Linked DNA regions of Manis pentadactyla: region 1 is linked to region 2. Evidence: chromatin contacts called from public Hi-C data. All regions are on one chromosome and are shown on one strand. Each heading gives the region's core, a stretch centred on a gene start, on an enhancer-like site or on the middle of the called end of the contact. The rest is flanking DNA. Distances are from core to core; before and after follow the strand shown.

Evidence for each region. Hi-C and Micro-C count contacts between places; a contact is called where the count stands out from the background.
Region 1: a contact with region 2 is called in a Hi-C map of skin fibroblasts, with 6 times the contacts expected there. The contact joins the promoter of RER1 here to the promoter of FAAP20 in region 2. A contact is called at or near these places in 2 of 3 Hi-C or Micro-C datasets (fibroblasts and skin fibroblasts).

The regions. Positions count from the first base shown.
Region 1 is chr4:1,174,303-1,178,718 of mManPen7.hap1, forward strand. It overlaps RER1 (retention in endoplasmic reticulum sorting receptor 1), which reads left to right and starts at 2,984. Exons shown (of 7, transcript XM_036882787.2): 1 at 2,984-3,144. MORN1 (MORN repeat containing 1) reads right to left here and starts at 2,948. Exons shown (of 14, transcript XM_057499626.1): 1 at 2,641-2,948; 2 at 1,786-1,857; 3 at 1,034-1,132; 4 at 349-459. The coding sequence starts at 2,716.
Region 2 is chr4:1,034,053-1,038,587 of mManPen7.hap1, forward strand. It overlaps FAAP20 (FA core complex associated protein 20), which reads right to left and starts at 2,166. Exons shown (of 3, transcript XM_036882652.2): 1 at 2,066-2,166; 2 at 1,799-1,928. The coding sequence starts at 2,127.

The sequences.
Region 1 (4,416 bases), core at 1,734-4,233, 140 kb after region 2:
GATCCCTGGGATTGTAAGAAAATAATAAAGTGGTGGACATTTTGAGTGTCTAAGGTTTTGGGCGGCTTATTCCACAGTGGTGGTGAACTGGTGCATGACCTGTGTCACAGGCTGCGGCCTGCAGGTGTCCCCAGGGCACTGAACTACACCAGATGTGGTCTGGGGGTGGGGAGAGAGGTGCGCCCATAGTTGGATAGGATAGGCAGTGCTCCCCGGACCTAAGTGGAAATCGGGCTCCTTGTCAAGCAGAGCCCTGAGCCCATGCAGGCCCCCTGAATCAGATTCTCAGGGAGGGGTGTGGTGCCAGGGTTCCCCACAAAGGGTCTTGAGTTCTCGTGGACAGCAGACCCTCTCTCACTCCATGGGACAGCTCCCCTTCATAGTGTCCACCGGCTTTGTACTTCATGACACCATGTCCCTGAGGCTCTCCCAGGACAAACTGTCCAGAATAGGTGTTCCCTGGCGCAGGAAAGGAGAAGGGAAGAAACACACAGGGTCAGCACTGGGCCCGCATCCTCCGAGGGCTAATGGGTCCTGCCCACCCCTTACCCACGATGGGGCAGATGCCATGTCAGGACACACGAGAGTGACTATCTCATTACCTACTCTTGTTAACTAAGGAAAATAACATTAGGTGGATCTCCTCCTGCCTTCCTGGGTAAGCAGGGATGTGCGACTCCCTCCCCTCACAACCAGGTGACTGCAGACTCCATCCTGCGCCCACCCTCTCTGTGGGCAGCAATGAGCCAAGGGCAAAGGCCGCTCAGGGTCAGAGGCTGTGGGGTGACCCTTCTCTTCACTGAGAACCAACCACCATGCTTGCCTGTGAGGAGCTGAGGTCCCCAGCCAAGCTGTGGGCAGCACTGTGGCCCCCTCACCCGGGCTGGAATGCTGCTGTTACAGGACACCTTGAGGAGGGGAGGGCCTCCTTACAGACGGAAGCACCTTCTGCACCAGAAGCAAGGGACCAACTCCCACTGGGAAGGCTGACATGGAGGGGCCAGCACACCCACCCCTTGGCTCCAAGTCCCACCTGACCAGGCCCAGTGCCGGCAGCCTTCTCCCGTGATCTCTCCATCTACAAACTCGCCTTCATAATAACTTCCATCTTTAAACAGCAGCTTCCCATGACCTGGTAAAAGAAATCTCGATGCGAAGCTAGACAGCAGCTGGGAGTGACCGCTGGTGCCTGTGTGCGGCTGGGCTCACTTCTCAGTGAGGAGAGCTGGGCTTTGGCGCCCTCAGGCCTGCTTGGCTCCATCTCTCCTCCCACATGTACTCTCTGCAGACTCACCCGCGTACACGTGGGCAGAGAACAAGGGCAGGCAGGGTCCCCAAACAGTAGGACCATGAACTTGGGAAAGCCTGAACCCTGCAGGTGGCCACTTCTACTTCATCATTCCCTTCTCTGCTGCTAAGATTTTCTACAAAGGTACAGAATCTCTTTATCAGAAAAAGCCATAAAGGCAGTTTATGACAACAAAAACTTTAGGGATGATTTTCAAGTTGCAATTTCCCTGCTGAGGGTGCCCCAAGGCCTGTGAGAAGGCTGCCCACCCAGGGGTCTCCCAGGACCCCACTGCTGCTGCCTGGCTTTGCTGCCAGCTGCCGGAGCAGCACTGGGGCGCCTTGTCTGGCGAGCTCCAATGCTGAAAGAAGGGGCCTTTCATCGGCACCAGTAAGAGCACAAGGGCCCAGGCTGGCTGGCACTCCATGCCACCCTCCTGACCAAACTCCCCAGGAGATGGGCTGTCAGTTGCGAAGTGCTGGCTGCAGGAATCTGACCATGCTTCTTCCTTCCTCTCCATTCTCCTTCGTATCGAAAGAAAGAATTTGGGTATATGTAGACACCGTAACCTGAAGGTTGAAAAGATGCACAAGTGAGCACCTGACACAGGGGACCTGGTGGGGTCTTGCGCTAATGAGGACGAGTGTGCACCCCCCTCGAGGGCATCTTCACCTGCAGTGAACTCCCCAGCACTGCGGCCTAGAGCTTCAGTTTGGGGGTCACTTTTCCTGTTTACTGTTCATACAGCCACCCTCTCTTCTGTTTATGCAACAAACACGAGGAGGAGCTGCACTCTGGGCAGGGAGGCCCAGTGGGAGGCACCAGGACAAGGGCGTGCAGACTCCCCGAGAGAGGCGGCGGCGTGAGGGGCGGTTGGGAGAGTGGGGCGCCTTTCTGGGGAGGGAACTTTTGGGCAGAGCGCAGCGGGGAGGAGCCCTGCCATTTCTCTTCAGGAGCCGTCCAGTGGCCTCCTGTGCCCCGGTCCACACGTGCGCCCAGGGCCCGCCCACCTTCCGCCCTCCGCTAGGCGGCGGGGCGCCTCCCCCGTTCCCCGCCGCACAGCCCGTTCCCAGGCGCAACGTGGGGCGAGCGGGTCTAGGTAGGAAGGGGCCCCCAGTCAGTGACTCTGCCGCCGGCGAGGGTCGGGTTCTGCTCGCAGTAGCGGTGCGGACGCCTAGTCCGGGCTCATCAGGCCCCGGCCGGTGCTGGGACTCGGCCCGAGAACCCGGCCAACACGGGGCGAGGACACACGGAACCCGGAGAGGGGCACGAGGGCGCCCAGGGTCCGGCTGGGGCCCCGGGGAAGCGCGCGGGAGCGTCCCAAAGTGAAGTTGCGAGCCCGCGGCCGTTACCGTCGAGCGGCGGCCGCCCCCGTGGGTCCCGGCGCGGCCGGCGGCCGCTCAGCCTCCCTTCGCCGGAGGCTGCCATCTTGCCGCTAGCGGTTTCCCTTAGCAACCGTCAGAGTCCTCCTCCGTTGGCTCGTCGGTCGCGAGGGGGCAGGGCCGAGGACCCGTCCCCGGGCGGTAATAATCTCCGGAGCGAAGCTTTCTGGGCCCGGAGTCTCAGGACGCAGCTGCGCCTGCGCCACAAGGCGTATGTCCGCTGATACGTCCTTTCCGCCGAGGGCACCGCCCCGCCAACCGCTGGGCGCCCGCGCCGGAAGCGGAAATGGTTGGAGGCTCTCGGCTCCGCCCTGGCGGCCATCTTGGAGGCCCCGGAGGCGGTGCCGCGCAGGACGGAGCGGAAGTCCCCGGCTGCCCCTTCCCGGACCAAGCGAAGCGCCGGCGCGGCCGCTGCCCGCGTCCTCCTCCCCGCGGCCCTCGGGAGACCGCGCTCGGCCGCAGCGGAGCGGCGAGGTGCCGGCGGGGCCCAGGGTCCGGGCGGGGATGGGGCGGGGGTTCGGGCAGAGCATGGCCGGGCCGCACACCGGGGTCGCGCGGTGACCGCCCCGGGAGGGAGGGGACTCGGCCGCCTCTCCGTCTGCTTCCGCGCCCGGGGCTAGGCCTGCCCGCGCGGTTTGGGCAGGGGCTGTCGGGTGCAGCAGGTTGCCGGGGGTCCCGTCCTGGTACAGACTGAGTCCTGCAGGCTGACTCGGTGCCGTGCCCGCGCCCCCGTCGGGTCGGCCCCGCTTCCGTGCGCGGCAGAGGGAGGCGGTGTTAGCCCCGGACGCTCTCCCGAGGCCCGCCCTTGGTCCGGGTCGGCCCTCCTCTCCCGGGAACGTGTGAGGTGGAGACCCCGCGAATGAGCACGGGGTCCTCAGCTATTGAGACCAGGTCCTGCTGAGTGCAGATGACGGGCAGGGTGGCAGGGGCAGGTGCGGACGTCCGCGGTGGTCCCGGCCCGAGTGCGCCTCTCCGGGAATGGACGGAGACGGCTGGAGGGGCGTTTGAGCCAGGGACAGCACCCGAGGTCAGCGTGGGGCCCAGGAGGACGAGGGCATGAGGAGATGAGCAGAAAGGTGGGGGGCCCGACTGCTGGTGGCCCCGTAGCCGGGCAGAGACCGCCTCCAGAAGCCCTCAGGTCGTGGCTCCTCCGGACGGGGCCTCCCGGACTGCGGACGGGCCCGTGCATGGCGCTCCTGCTCTCTGCTTGGGATGGTTTTATCTTGCTTTTTCCTTTGTTTTCTTTTGGACCCAGCGTGAAACAGTTAAATGCAACAGATGATTTACCGACTGCCTGCTACTTAACAGGCTATTTTAGGCAGTAGGACCCAGCAGCAGTCCAGATAAGGTTCCCCCTCAAGGAGCTTACATTCTAGTAGGAGAAAATAGAGAAAACAAGGAAGTCAGGAAATGATTGTTACACAAAGTAAACACGGGGTGACATGATCTAAGGGACCTGGTGGTCGGTTTGATAAGTCAGGAGGGCCTCTCTGAGGAGGTGGCCTTCCAACTGAGCAGAGGGAAGAGGACCACAGAGCAGCTGGTGTGAGGCCGGCCCTAATCCAGGAACCAGGAACAAGTCTGACTTGTTTGAGGGAGGCGGGCCTGCTCCCTCCTGCCTGGCTTGAGGGTCAGGCCTGGTGCTACGTGCAGCTGACTCCCTGCAAGGCAATGTCTGAGGGCCGCTAAGTGCCATTGCCTCACTCTGCAGGTCGTTGGGGGGTGCTGAGGGGGTTGTCCACATTG
Region 2 (4,535 bases), core at 916-3,415:
CCACCCACTGCTCAGAAGGGTGGTGCTTGGCTAAGGTCACTGCTCAGAGAACATCCCAAGGACCACGAAGAGCAAACGTTTTTCCAGGGAGTCATGGGAAAGGCTGACCGTTGGGTGGCTGTGTCCAGCAGGACCCTCCTGTGGCCCAGCCTGTGTCCTCGCCTGTGGTGCCATGGGCCCTCGTGTCTAGCCATGTGGGACTGGCTGTCTCCCAGCCCTAAGGAATCCATGATACAGTGAAGAACGTGGCGGCATTCCAGATACGCTGAGACCTGGACCCAACCACAGTGACACCCAAAAGCGCCCCTAGGACAGAGGCCCCCCAGAGGGGGAGGAGGTGTGGAGTGCTGGGGCAGCGGCAGGGGCCGTGGGCTTCCAGGCAGTGGGCTTCCAGCAGGGCTCCGGACACTTTGTTCTGATGGCGCAAATCATGACGACTTCACTGTTTTAAAAGTGCCCCCTGCTACGTCAGAATTGGCAAGCCAGTCGGATGAGCAGGTTAGGGCAACTCCAAACAGCAGCAGAGGCAGGAGGCGTGTCCAGTGAGACACCTGGTCTGGAAACCGCGACTCCATAGGTGCCTCCCGGGGTGCCAGGGCGTCTCCACCAGGCCCCACGGCAGGGGCTGCACCTGGGGACAGCCGTGGGCACAGCTGAGCAGCGCCTGCAGCCACTGGAGCCTGTGCGGGCTGCCGTGGGCACAGACAGGACACAAAACATCCCAGGCTGGGGGAGTCCGAGGTCAGAGGTTTGGCTTCCGACGGAGACTCCATCTCTGAACCGGAAGGAGGACCTACGGATCTTCCTTGGCAGGTGTGCGTCCTGTACTTGGGTAACTAGTCTGCCGGTCTCGTCTGGACTGGGCTCCCTTCGCCCTCAGGGCTGCTGTTGCTTCTGAAGACAGGATGTGCTAATGCAGACAGACTGGTGTCCGCTCACCTGACCAGTGGCAACCATTCCTGTCTCCTCGGTTGTGCGACACACGGCCTGCAAGCTGGGTGCTTTGGGTTTAATAACAGAACATTGGATTCCAACTCCCTACTTAAAAAAAGCAAACTGTGTATTGGGTTTTTGGAGTGAAAGCATCTCTAGGCGCAAAACAAAAGCTTCCTTATTAAGACCCCCAAGCCACCCCTAGGAAGGCACCTGTGCTGGGGGACTATTTAAACAAGAAGCTGCTCAGTGACCCGCAGCCTGGCTTGGTCCTGGAGACGGTGGCAGCTGGGGACACCGGTTACCAGGGCCCCCAAGTCGGGGTGCTCCTGCTGCGGGCCTTCCTGTCACAGGGCCTCGCGGGATGGCCCCCTGGCTGGCCGGCAGTCCGCTCTGCCAACTTTCCACGCAGGAGGCACCTCTCAGCTTCCTTGAAGTGGCCGTGGCTTCCAAACAGGGCAGCAGAGGGCCTGGGAAGCCCAGGGTGGCACTCACCCGGGGGCGAAGTCAGCCTGGCACATGGGGCAGCTCCGCAGGATCTGAGCCCCATCCACCAACCGCTGCTCCTGGGTGCTGGGGAGCTTGGGGGCAAGGCACTGCCGCGGGGACCGGGCGGGGGACCCCGGAAGTCCCCCGGCCCCACGGAGCACGTGACGAGAGTGGCCAAGGCCCCCGCCTCCCCTCGGCGCCGGCGGGAAGGGCGTCCAGGAGAAGGTCTCGAGCCCGACGGTGAAGGCCTCGGGGGGCGCGGCAGGCTCCGGGCGCTGGCCGGACTCCTGCAAAACGGGGTCGTCGGGCCGCGCCGGGACAGCCCCGGCGCCCGATACCCAGCCCTGCCCGGAGGCCCCCGGCCGCCGCGGCGCACCTGGCGGAGGAACGCGGGCAGCGGAGGCAGCTCCCCGTCTGGATTCAGATCCGCGCGCGCTGCGCGCAGCAGCTCCGCCCACGGCCCCGCGGACTCGCCGCCGCCCCCGAGGAGGGTCTCGGAACGGCTGCTGGGTAAGGGGGGCAGGCTCAGCGGGAGGGGGTCGGGCCACCCGGCGGGGGACGTGGGGCTGGGACGCCGGACACAGCTCGGCTGGGAGACACCGAGCCCCCATCCCGGCCCCCGGCCCCCGGCCCCGGGCCTCACCCGCCCCCCGGCGGCGGCCTCCGGCGGCTCAGCCTCAGCCGCGGCCTCCGCGTCTCCGCCATCCGCCCCGGGGCCTCACGTCCGGCGGAAGTGAGCGCCCGCCCCGGACGCAGGCCCCGCCCCCTGCCCGGGCCCCTCCGCAGCGCCGCCGTACCGGACAGGCCCCCGACTCCGACCCCCCCAGGCACCAGGCTTGCTCCCAGCCCGCCGGCCCACCCCCTTTTGTGACCATCAGAGGAAGGCGCCCTGCGCCCAGCCTTTGGGGGACTGAGGCCAGGGTGCCCTTCTCCAGCGCAGAGGGGGACGGTGCGGGGGTGGCAGGGAGGCCCAGGCCGCTGCCGTCGCAGGGCAGGCCCCCGAGCAGGGGGAGCTGAACAGGAAGTCGGGCCTGGGGACCCCGGGAACACCACGTTTCCTTGCAAAAGGGAGGAACTTGGTTTCCTTAAGAGAAAAAGTGAAGTGACCAAGTCCAAGTGGCCAGCGGGAGCCTGGGCCGGGCAGAAGGCCTGAGAGGGGCTTCCCCGGACACCCGGGCCCTGGGAGCTCTCGCCCAGCGACCAAGCCGTCCACCACTTGGTGGCAGCAGATGCCTAGGCTCCCTCAGGTCCCTTCCCCTGCGCTGCCCCAGGCCTGACAGAGCCCCTGCCCCTGGCCCTCCGCGGCCCCTGGGTGATGCCTGCCCACGCTGGGGTCGGAGTGTTCAGGGCCCTGGGGTCAAGCAGCTCCTCTCCAAGGACCACAGGCAGACGTCCCTCGGGGTGCTGGGACCCTTGGCTGTCCCAGGCCCTGGAGTTTTGGAGCTCTGCCCTGCACCCCTGTCTGCAGGGGCCCCCACAGCACCGTTCAGCCTCCTCACCTAGGCCCAGCCCCTGGTCCTGGTGACAAGGCCCCCCTTGTCCCACTTCCAGCCCCAGAGCCCCTGCCCCTGAGTCAAGGCCCCCCAGTGACCAGCGGTCCTGCTATGGCGCTGAGGTCACCCTCACCCAGCCGCCAGTGCAGACCTCACAACCAGGAGCAGGCTCACTCACTAAACTCTCCCTGAGCGCCAGCTGCACCCTAGGCTGGCCTAGATGCTTCCGACCCCCAGGTAACAGGCAGGGTCCCACCCCACCTGTGCAAACAAGTAGAGCTGTCATAGCAGGGTGGTCTCGGGGCCCCAGGACGAGGTGCCCTGCGGCTGGGCCTGCTCCCAAGGGGAGGAGCCTGGGAGTGGGGGCCCCCGGTCTGCCCTGCCCCCACATTGCAGGTGTTTGTCTGGAGTCCCAGACAGGGGCTCAGCTGGCTGTGGCTTCAGCCTCTGCCGCTTCAGAGACTTTCTTGCAAGTGTCACCACACTGCTGCAAGCCAGACAAGGGGACCTCCAGGAGGAATGGTGCCAGGCATCCCTGCGGCAGAGGAAGGCCCTGCCACACCTTCCTGTGCACCCAGAGCTCAGGCTGCTTGGGGAAGTGTGTGCGACATCTGTGTGAGCAGCCGCTGCTCCTGAACAGGCCCCAGGGACTGGGACCTGGCTGAGTACAGAACAGAGGGGATGCCTACTCTGCTTTGGCCTCAGCCCTCCCAGTGGGCCTCATCTACCCTCAGCTGCCAGGGGAAGGGACCCGGACCCCAGAGCAGGCCTGCACCGCCTGGTGTAACAGGCCCCTGAGGCCTGGTGCTCCTGGGATGGCCACGCCAGGGCAACACGTAAACGTCCCCCTGGGGCTTCTGCTCTCTGGTTTCACCCAGCTGCTGGGGGTTAACACCCCCCACCCCCCCCGGGACACTTCCCCCAAGAACAGAGCTGGGGTCACCCGGGCACCAGGCCCGTGGCAGGTGCCGGCCCTGGTCAGGAAGCCCCCACCCCCCCAGCTTTCCTGACAGCTGCCTGCCCGCCCCAGCCTGCCAGGGCCTTAGGGAGGTGAGTGGAAGCACCGCACGCTCTCCCCACAACACACACAGACCCACCTTGTCCCAGCTGCTCCGTTGTTATCAGCAAGAAACGGTGGCTGAAGGGCGTTTAAGAGTTGACCTCAAGCAGGAAGCTCACGTTTTCCGAGTCATCTGCCCTGGTGACAGACAGTAGAGCTTTATTGGAAAATGATTTCTGATCGAGACTGGCGCTGGCACTGTGGAAACAAATTTTTTTACAAGCCAAAAGTCATGTTTATAAAAAATATTTCAGCATTTTGGAGGAGGCACCCCTTGGGCGAAGTACTAAGTGCTTGAGTGGTGTCATGCAGGAGCTTCAGGTGTCACCCACCAACGTGCAAAGGAACCCCTCCAGGGTGCCTGCCCCAGAATCAGGGTGATGTCTGTGGCCGGTCAGGGGCACCTTCCACTGCCAATGAGCAGGTGTCTCTGCCCCTGGTGTTCTCGGAGCCTGGACGCACTCAGGCTCCTTGCTCCCACGGGGTGGGAAAAGGCTTACCTCTGACCAGCACTGTCCCCCCGGGGGGCCTGGCTGGGGCTCGCCGTTGGTCTCCACTCC